2 separate regions of the Zea mays genome follow, and region 2 is linked to region 1. A link is a contact called in public HiChIP or PLAC-seq data. All regions are on one chromosome and are shown on one strand. The core of a region is the stretch at or near the end of the contact, and the rest is flanking DNA. Distances in the headings are between cores, read along the strand shown. Region 1 holds the start of LOC100273925. Region 2 holds the start of LOC100216886.

Evidence for each region. HiChIP or PLAC-seq counts read pairs in DNA pulled down with a chosen protein or histone mark.
Region 2: a contact with region 1 is called in an H3K4me3 HiChIP or PLAC-seq map of leaf, with 3 times the contacts expected there. The contact joins the promoter of LOC100216886 here to the promoter of LOC100273925 in region 1. A contact is called at or near these places in 3 of 25 Hi-C or Micro-C datasets (ear, leaf and tassel) and 1 of 3 datasets of contacts at active chromatin or transcription factors (leaf).

The regions. Positions count from the first base shown.
Region 1 is chr3:8,300,694-8,304,504 of Zm-B73-REFERENCE-NAM-5.0, reverse strand. It overlaps LOC100273925, which reads right to left and starts at 2,180. Exons shown (of 6, transcript NM_001148317.1): 1 at 1,772-2,180; 2 at 675-707. LOC103649655 reads left to right here and starts at 2,495. Exons shown (of 6, transcript XR_563635.3): 1 at 2,495-2,658; 2 at 3,119-3,201; 3 at 3,286-3,366; 4 at 3,452-3,590; 5 at 3,658-3,811.
Region 2 is chr3:8,565,331-8,569,141 of Zm-B73-REFERENCE-NAM-5.0, reverse strand. LOC100216886 reads left to right here and starts at 1,708. Exons shown (of 1, transcript NM_001367566.1): 1 at 1,708-3,437. The coding sequence starts at 2,024. The coding sequence ends at 3,388.

The DNA of each region.
Region 1 (3,811 bases), core at 931-3,430:
CCTCCTCCATTTCCATGAATTTCAGAATTTTCTTCCTTCTACACTCCATAATCTCATTCCTTGAGCCCATTATCTAATATCTACAGATTATATGGACTTTAGAAATATATATGGACTACAGATAATTATAAAACACAAATACAAGGCAGAACAAATATATTAAAAATACAAGGCAGATCAATACAAGCATAATTGGCAGATCACACAAGATATATAAACTGGTGAGTAAAATAAAAAGCATTGTATCGCACAAGATATATAAACTAGTGAGTAAAATACAAGCATAATTGGCAGATCACACAAGATATATAAACTGGTGAGTAAAATACAAGGCAGATCAATACAAGCTACATCACTTTTGAACACATAACCCTTAAGTATAATTTTGGCAGATCAATACAAGCACAATTGGCCCATAGATATTAAATGTCATCGCTGATTCATATCAAGGAATTCTCAAATGTGAAAGAATAAAAAATTTCATACATGGTATGGTTGAGGGGTAAAGTGATTGTGCTGTTCTCTCACTCCACTAGAAAATCTTTTTCTGGAATGCAAGGTCACCACACAGTTCTACCAAATGCATCTACTCATGTGCCATTTTCTGGTGGAGTGAGAGAACAGCACCAAATGCAACAACTGATTTATGCAACATTAGTGAGAATCAACATTACCTGATAATGTTGCCTGTGAGCGATTGTTTCAACCTGTACATAAGACAATAAATCAGCACACCTGTATAGAACTAATAAGTGCTCCTATCCATTAAATTTTGTGATCCATTAAATTATGATCTATTACCAAGTGCAAGGGCATGACTAAATAGAAATGCAGCATATTCTTAACTTCAAATCTAAGGCCAGAAAACCAACTAATCATACAAATGCAGTTTTTAATCAACAAGGAAACACATGAATGAATGGAAACACATGAAACACATAATTGGTGAGCAGCCCATTTCATACAAATGCAGTTTTTAATCAACGAGGAAACACATGAATGAATGGAAACACATGAAACGCATAACTGGTGAGCAGCCCATTTCAAACGAACACATGAGCAATATTTAAATACCTAAGCAGCTTTTCTATTTCTATATCTACTCCAGAGTATACCACATTGGTTAAGAATTCAACTTCAAGTAAAACCAGTCATAGAGTAGAGTTCTATGTCAGGACAGTAAATAAATGAGTACCCTACTTCAAACAATATGAGCTAGTGTTTAACACTTGCACAGCTTTTTAATAAATATGGTCCAAATTTTTTCACATTGTCAATATCAGGTAGCACTTTGTGCAAAGTTAACAACTCATGTTACATATCAGAATTCTTGCATAGCATGTTACATAGCAGAGCTGTCCTTTACATATCAACTCGTGTTACATATCAGAACTGCAAGAATCAACTCATGTTACATAGCAGAGCTGTCCAAATTTTTTCACGTTTTCACGAAAGCTACATATAAAGCGGCACTGCAAGAATCAACTCATGTTACATATCATCTGGAACTGAAGCTACTGATGATGATGCTGTTCATGAGTGCAAAACATCCAAAACCAGAATAATACAGAATTTTCTTGCTCTTTCATACCATAAGCTACGACACTCAGCTCTTTCATGAATAGTTAACTCATTAGTAAAGAGTTTATAGCGCCTAAACAACATCAGGTAGCACTTTGTGCAAAATTTACAGCGCCTAAACAACATCAAGAAAAGTAATCACATGGATAGAGTCATCGGGAGAGGCGGTAGGAGTTGGATCGGGACTTACAGTCCAGGTGGGTGCTTGGCCGGAGTTAATGTTGTGCCACGCTAACGGATCAATGGTGCGGCAGCAGGGCGACGACGGAGCGGCGGCGGCGAAGGAGGAGGAGGAGAAGGTGCGGCTGGGGTCGAGCCCGCCGAGCTGCCGCGGCTTGTGCTACGCGTGCAGCCCGTGCACGGCCGTGCAGATGCCCACGATGTCGTCGTCGTCGGTGCCGCTCGTGGCGGCGCTCTCCAACTACAAGCCGGTCGGGTGGAAGTGCCGTATGGCGGCAGGTGGGAGAGGTCGAGGGGGGCGATCACGATGGGAGGGGGAGGGGAGGAAGAGGCGGAGAGGCGGCGGGTGAGGGGCGGAGGCGGCGGCTGGGTGAGGGGCGGAGGCGGCGGCTGGGCGAGGAGCCATTAGCAATTTTGCCATTATCCGCGACGCCGCGATGGGCGAGGGTTTCCTGCCCGACCTCACGCGAATCGGGCCCGGGAAATGGGCAGCCAAATGCAAATTTTCCCCCCGGGGGAGATTTGAGCCCGTGGATTCGTGACCAGGGGGTTGGGTCGGGATCCCGGAGGGAAACCAGGCTGCCAAACGAGCCCTAAAGATTTGCCACTCTAACAAAGAGTCATTAACCAATTGCCACTCTTACAAATAGTATTAAATATTTACCACTCTTATCGTTAACCTCTTAAATAATTGTCATTTAATCCCATTTAACCATCCTAATTGAATCTCACCGTAAGAATAGGATCACTAGATCCAAACAAATCGAAAGTTAGTTCAGTGACTGGAGCCATCCGTCTCCGCCCAGCGCTGCGCCCGCCGGAGACAAGGCGTCCACTTCCGTTCGCACCCCCCACCCCCAGGCGGCACCCAGCTCCTCCCGCACCCGCCCCACTCAGGTGATTCATTGCGTCCTCGTGCTTTCCCATCTTCTCCTGTGCTTGGATTGGATCTGTCTGGGAAGATTCAGCTCCTGGATTCTTTCATCTGTTCTTGGTTGTAGCCTCGTTGTTCTTATGGATGTTGCAGGCAGAAGAAGAGATTTTTGTTCTGTTGTGCAAATGCGTTTTGGTCTGCCTACTGTTAATGTTTCAATGTTGATCGTAAGAGGAAACCTTGCAAATAATCATCGATCCATGACAGATGATGCATGAGCCTCTTCATGTCTTAGGTCAGCCTGATGCATAGGATACTTTGGCAAGGACGCATCATTTCGTTTTGGTTTATTAGCTTATCACAAAGAGATGCATCTGTTTTTGTTTCACGGTCAAGCTGCATATCATATTTGGACTATGATATTTCAACATATAGAGTACTTGGGCATAGTTTAATGCGATTATTGTTGATTATGTTTTGTAGTGCCACAGATGGCAGATGGCAATGAGAAGGACTTTGATGAAGAATTCTCTGGTTCTGCAAATGTCACCACTAGCAACGTGCAGGTTTCTATCACTGAATTCAACGTTGCTTTGGTTCTATGATGAATTGATTCATATGTATTTTATCATATTGTGTGGTGCATATAGGATATCTCATTGGAGGGTGTCACTTCTAGCAAATGGGGCAAATTGCCTGATGATATTTTTTTTTGAACATCTCCCACCTGGGTGAGTTGTTAAAATATGTGAGTGTGATTGTCAATTAGTCTTATTAACAATGCTGAACTGACTGTGAGTGTGATTGTCAATGCAGGCTTGATAAGATGTGATTGTCAATGCAGGCTTGATAAGGGAAAAGTAAAAGCTACAAGACAGTCAAAGTGTGGTGTATGTGGTGAGTATGGCCACAGAACAGGAAGTGCAAAGTGTCGATACACAGGCGCGAAGACAAGGTACTCAACAATTCTTCTTAATCTATTTTAAATGACATACATGTTAGTGAATTTTGAACTTTTGTAGGAAGAGGTGCAGGAAAGTAAATGCAAAGGTTGGAGCAAAACCTAAAATCTATGTTGATGACGATGATCAACGCGGGGAGTCTTCTGTACCAAAACGACGTAGATGACCTATTTTTGTAGAGCAAGTTGAAAATGCAAGCACGACACCAGATGAC
Region 2 (3,811 bases), core at 459-2,958, 270 kb before region 1:
ACTTACCCAATCAAATTACTGTATTTAAACTTTGCAAAACTCACTCAATCAAATTACTCCACGGCACAAACTTCACTAAATTCATCAAATAAATTGCACACAAACTTAACCTATCATCAAAACGAACAGTTTAGATTGCTGGATAAATCTCTCTCCCTTACTCAAATCCAACGAACAATATTATTTGGATCATCCATCATACCGCTCCTTCCCACGATCTCGTCGTCGCCGCCGTTAGCCCCTCCCTTATCTAGGATAGTAGCGTTAGCACAGACTGTATACTGGTTCCAGTAAATATGAGATATCTCGAATAGTAATCTATGCAGAAAGACTATATGAATACATGCCACATGAAGTCTTGGTTGAGCCAGACCTTCCCAAAATAGATCACACCTTCCCAAGTTGAAGAGCTAGTAAGCCTTGGTTGAGCCAACCGTGAGTAGAGATGGGAACGTGTTGGGTTTGGATCGGTTGGAACAAAAACCAGCTCGTGATCGCACCATAAAGTCTACCTAAATCCACCGGCAGGTGCAATTCCAAACCCGCACCAAACTCATCGGGTTTCAGGTGCGCTTTTAAACAATAATTCAGCTATAAACAATTAAGTACCAACAAAAATGTAGTTCTCACGTTGAGCAACAACAAAACATTTCATAAATCATTAGTCAAATTTTTACGCAAAATAAAGAATAAAGCAAATCTAAAGTCAGGTACGGATAACTCGCGGGTTAAAATAGAAACCCGCACTTACACCTGTGAAACTTTAGGTCGGATGCGAGTTACACCCGTAGATCAATATCTTCACCTATATCCTCACCCGTCGGATCGAGTAACCGTCGAGTTTCAGGGTTACGGGTTAAATTATTATCACTAACGGTGAGGTTTAGCCCACCATAGAAAAATAATCTATTCTTCATTCTATTCAGTTTTAACTAAAAATGATTTAATACCTTTAACTCATTTCGATCCCTGTGCAAGATTGAGAGAAAAAATAAACTAATTTTTTTCTTTCTAATCTCCAACGAAACTAGCACTAAACGAAGCATCCAACCCCTTGTGGCCATGTCCGCGAGCGCGCCTAGAGATGACAATGGATAAAAACCCGCTGGGTATTACTTGTTCAAATCCATATCCGCGAAGAAAAATAAGCCCGCTAAAAAACTCATACCTATGACGGATATAAAATTTTGACCAAACCCATACCCATCGGGTTTCGGGTACCAAACGGGTTTCCCATACCCACTAATGTCAACATAAAAAATAATTCATCATGTAAATGACAATCAATACATTAATAAACTAGCATAAAAGGAACAAATGATAACTAATTTTAGACTAAAATTTGTTACATAAAGTTTATTTTAATTAGAACATATTCAATTAATAATATTATAAGACATATTTATAAGGAATGTTGATTTTAAGGCGGGTTTTAAAAACACATGGGTTTGCGGATATGAGTAATGGAAGAATAAATCCATGCCCACGTACGCGTTGGATTTTTATTTGAACCCATTAACAAACTTATGAATACAGAAATTGACTCAAACTTATACTCTAATAGAGAAAATCTCACCAGATTTCGGGTAGCGGGTACCCCTTGCCATCTCTAAGCGGGACGAACGAACCCCGAATCATTATTCAGTACCCACCCCGATACCCGATGGCGCTCGCCACGCTGCTGGCGCACCTCACGGCGGGCCGCTTCGGCCGCGTGCTGGCGCTTACGAGCGGCGGCGCGCCAACTGCGTCCGCCGCGCACCGCGTTCTCCACCTCCTCCTCCGCACCTCCCCGCCGCCCCCGCTCCCGCGCCTCGTCGCCATCGCGCGCTGGTCTCGCGCCCACTTCCGCGCGCCGCTCCCGCTCCGGCTCCACGCGCTCCTCCTGGCCCGTCTCGCCTCCGACGGCAGCCTCCACTCTCTCCTCCGCTCCGAGCTCCACGTCCTCGCCGCGGGGCGCCTCCACTCGCCCGCGTCCATCCTCCGCGCCCTCCCCGCTTCGTCCGGCCCGCTCGTCGCCGACATGCTCGTCCTCGCGCTCGCCCGGGCCTCCCAGCCGCTGGCCGCGTACGAGGCATTCCTCCTCGCCGGCGCCGACTGCCCGCGCTACCGCCCTTCGGCCTTCTCCGTGAACGCCCTGCTCGCCGCCCTCGTCCGCGCCGACCGGGTCGACCTCGCCGACCGGGCGTTCAGGGCGGCGCTGCGGCGGCGCGTGTCGCCGGACTTGTTCACCTTTAACATCGTCATCTCCGGGTTCTGCAAGACTGGGCAGCTCCGCAAGGCCGGTGACGTCGCCAAGAACATCAGTGCGTGGGGGGTGGCGCCCTCGGTCGCCACCTACAACACCCTCATCGACGGTTACTGCAAACGCGGACAAGTTGGAAAAATGTACCATGTCGATGCGCTGTTGAAAGAGATGATCCAAGCTGGAATTTCTCCTGACGTGGTCACATTCAATGTGCTGATTAATGGGTATTGTAAGGAGCCCAACATTACAGCTGCAATCAAGGTCTTCCAGGAGATGAGACAGCAGGGGATTCCTGCGAATGTGGTGACATACAATTCACTTGTTTCAGGGCTCTGCAGAGAGGGGAAGGTGGAGGACAGCATCAAGCTGGTGGAAGAGATGGAGGAGCTGGGGTTGGCATGCATATTGTCTACCATGAACAGTGTGCTGAACGGGTTTTGCAAGAAAGGCATGATGGTGGAAGCTGAGGGTTGGGTTGATGGCATTGCACAGAGGGGCATGAAACCCAATGTGATTACTTACAATACCTTGGTCGATGGATACCGGCGGCTTGGAAAAATGAAGGAGGCAGCGGCAGCCAAGGACGCTATGGCAGGGAAGGGGATTAGTCCAAATGTTAAAACTTATAATTGCTTGATAACAGGGTTTACCACTAGTAGGGATTGGAGAAGTGTTTCAGGGCTTCTCGATGAGATGAAGGAGAAAGGTGTGAAAGCAGATGTTGTCACTTATAATGTGCTCATTGGTGCGCTGTGTTGCAAGGGTGAGGTCCGGAAAGCAGTAAAGCTCTTGGATGAGATGGTGGAGGTTGGTTTGGAGCCAAAACATGTGGCGTACAATACCATTATAAATGGGTTCTGTGAGAAGGGGGACGCTCAGGGTGCCCATGAAATCAGGCTTAGGATGGAGAAACGTAAGAAGCGGGCAAATGTGGTCACATACAATGTGTTTCTCAAGTACTTCTGCAAGATGGGGAAGATGGACGAGGCTAATGTGGTACTGAATGAGATGTTAGAGAAAGGTCTAGTTCCAAATAGGATCACTTATGAAATAATAAACTCAGGCATGATAGAAAAAGGTTATGTGCCTGATATAAGTGGATATGCTGCAGATGTTTCTAAAAACTTGACATCTTCCTGAAAGATTTGTTCTTGTAATGTGCCAATATAGCTTGTTAGAACTTGCTGTGATGTAGGCTTGAATCCTTATTTCTGATAGGACATGTTTTGTCTTGTCTTGTTGGGTGTGGACTGTGGAATTGTGATTACTTGTTGAGATTAGGAATTTTGATCCTTACTTTTTGCGGTCATGTTTTGCCTTGTCTAGTTTTGGGTGTGGGGTTATAATTACTCGTTAAGAACTTGAGTTAGAAATCATTATTCTTATTTCTTCTACGTCAGTTTTTGCCTTGTCTAGGTTTGTATGTGGTCCTTTGGTTCATCTTGGGTGTATTGCGGGAATGAACCTGTTCGCAAATCATATCTCAGTTGTCTATAGATCTTCTGCTTCAACTACCATAGTCAGTTAACTCTTGTGAGTCAACAAATGTTTGTGAGGTCCATG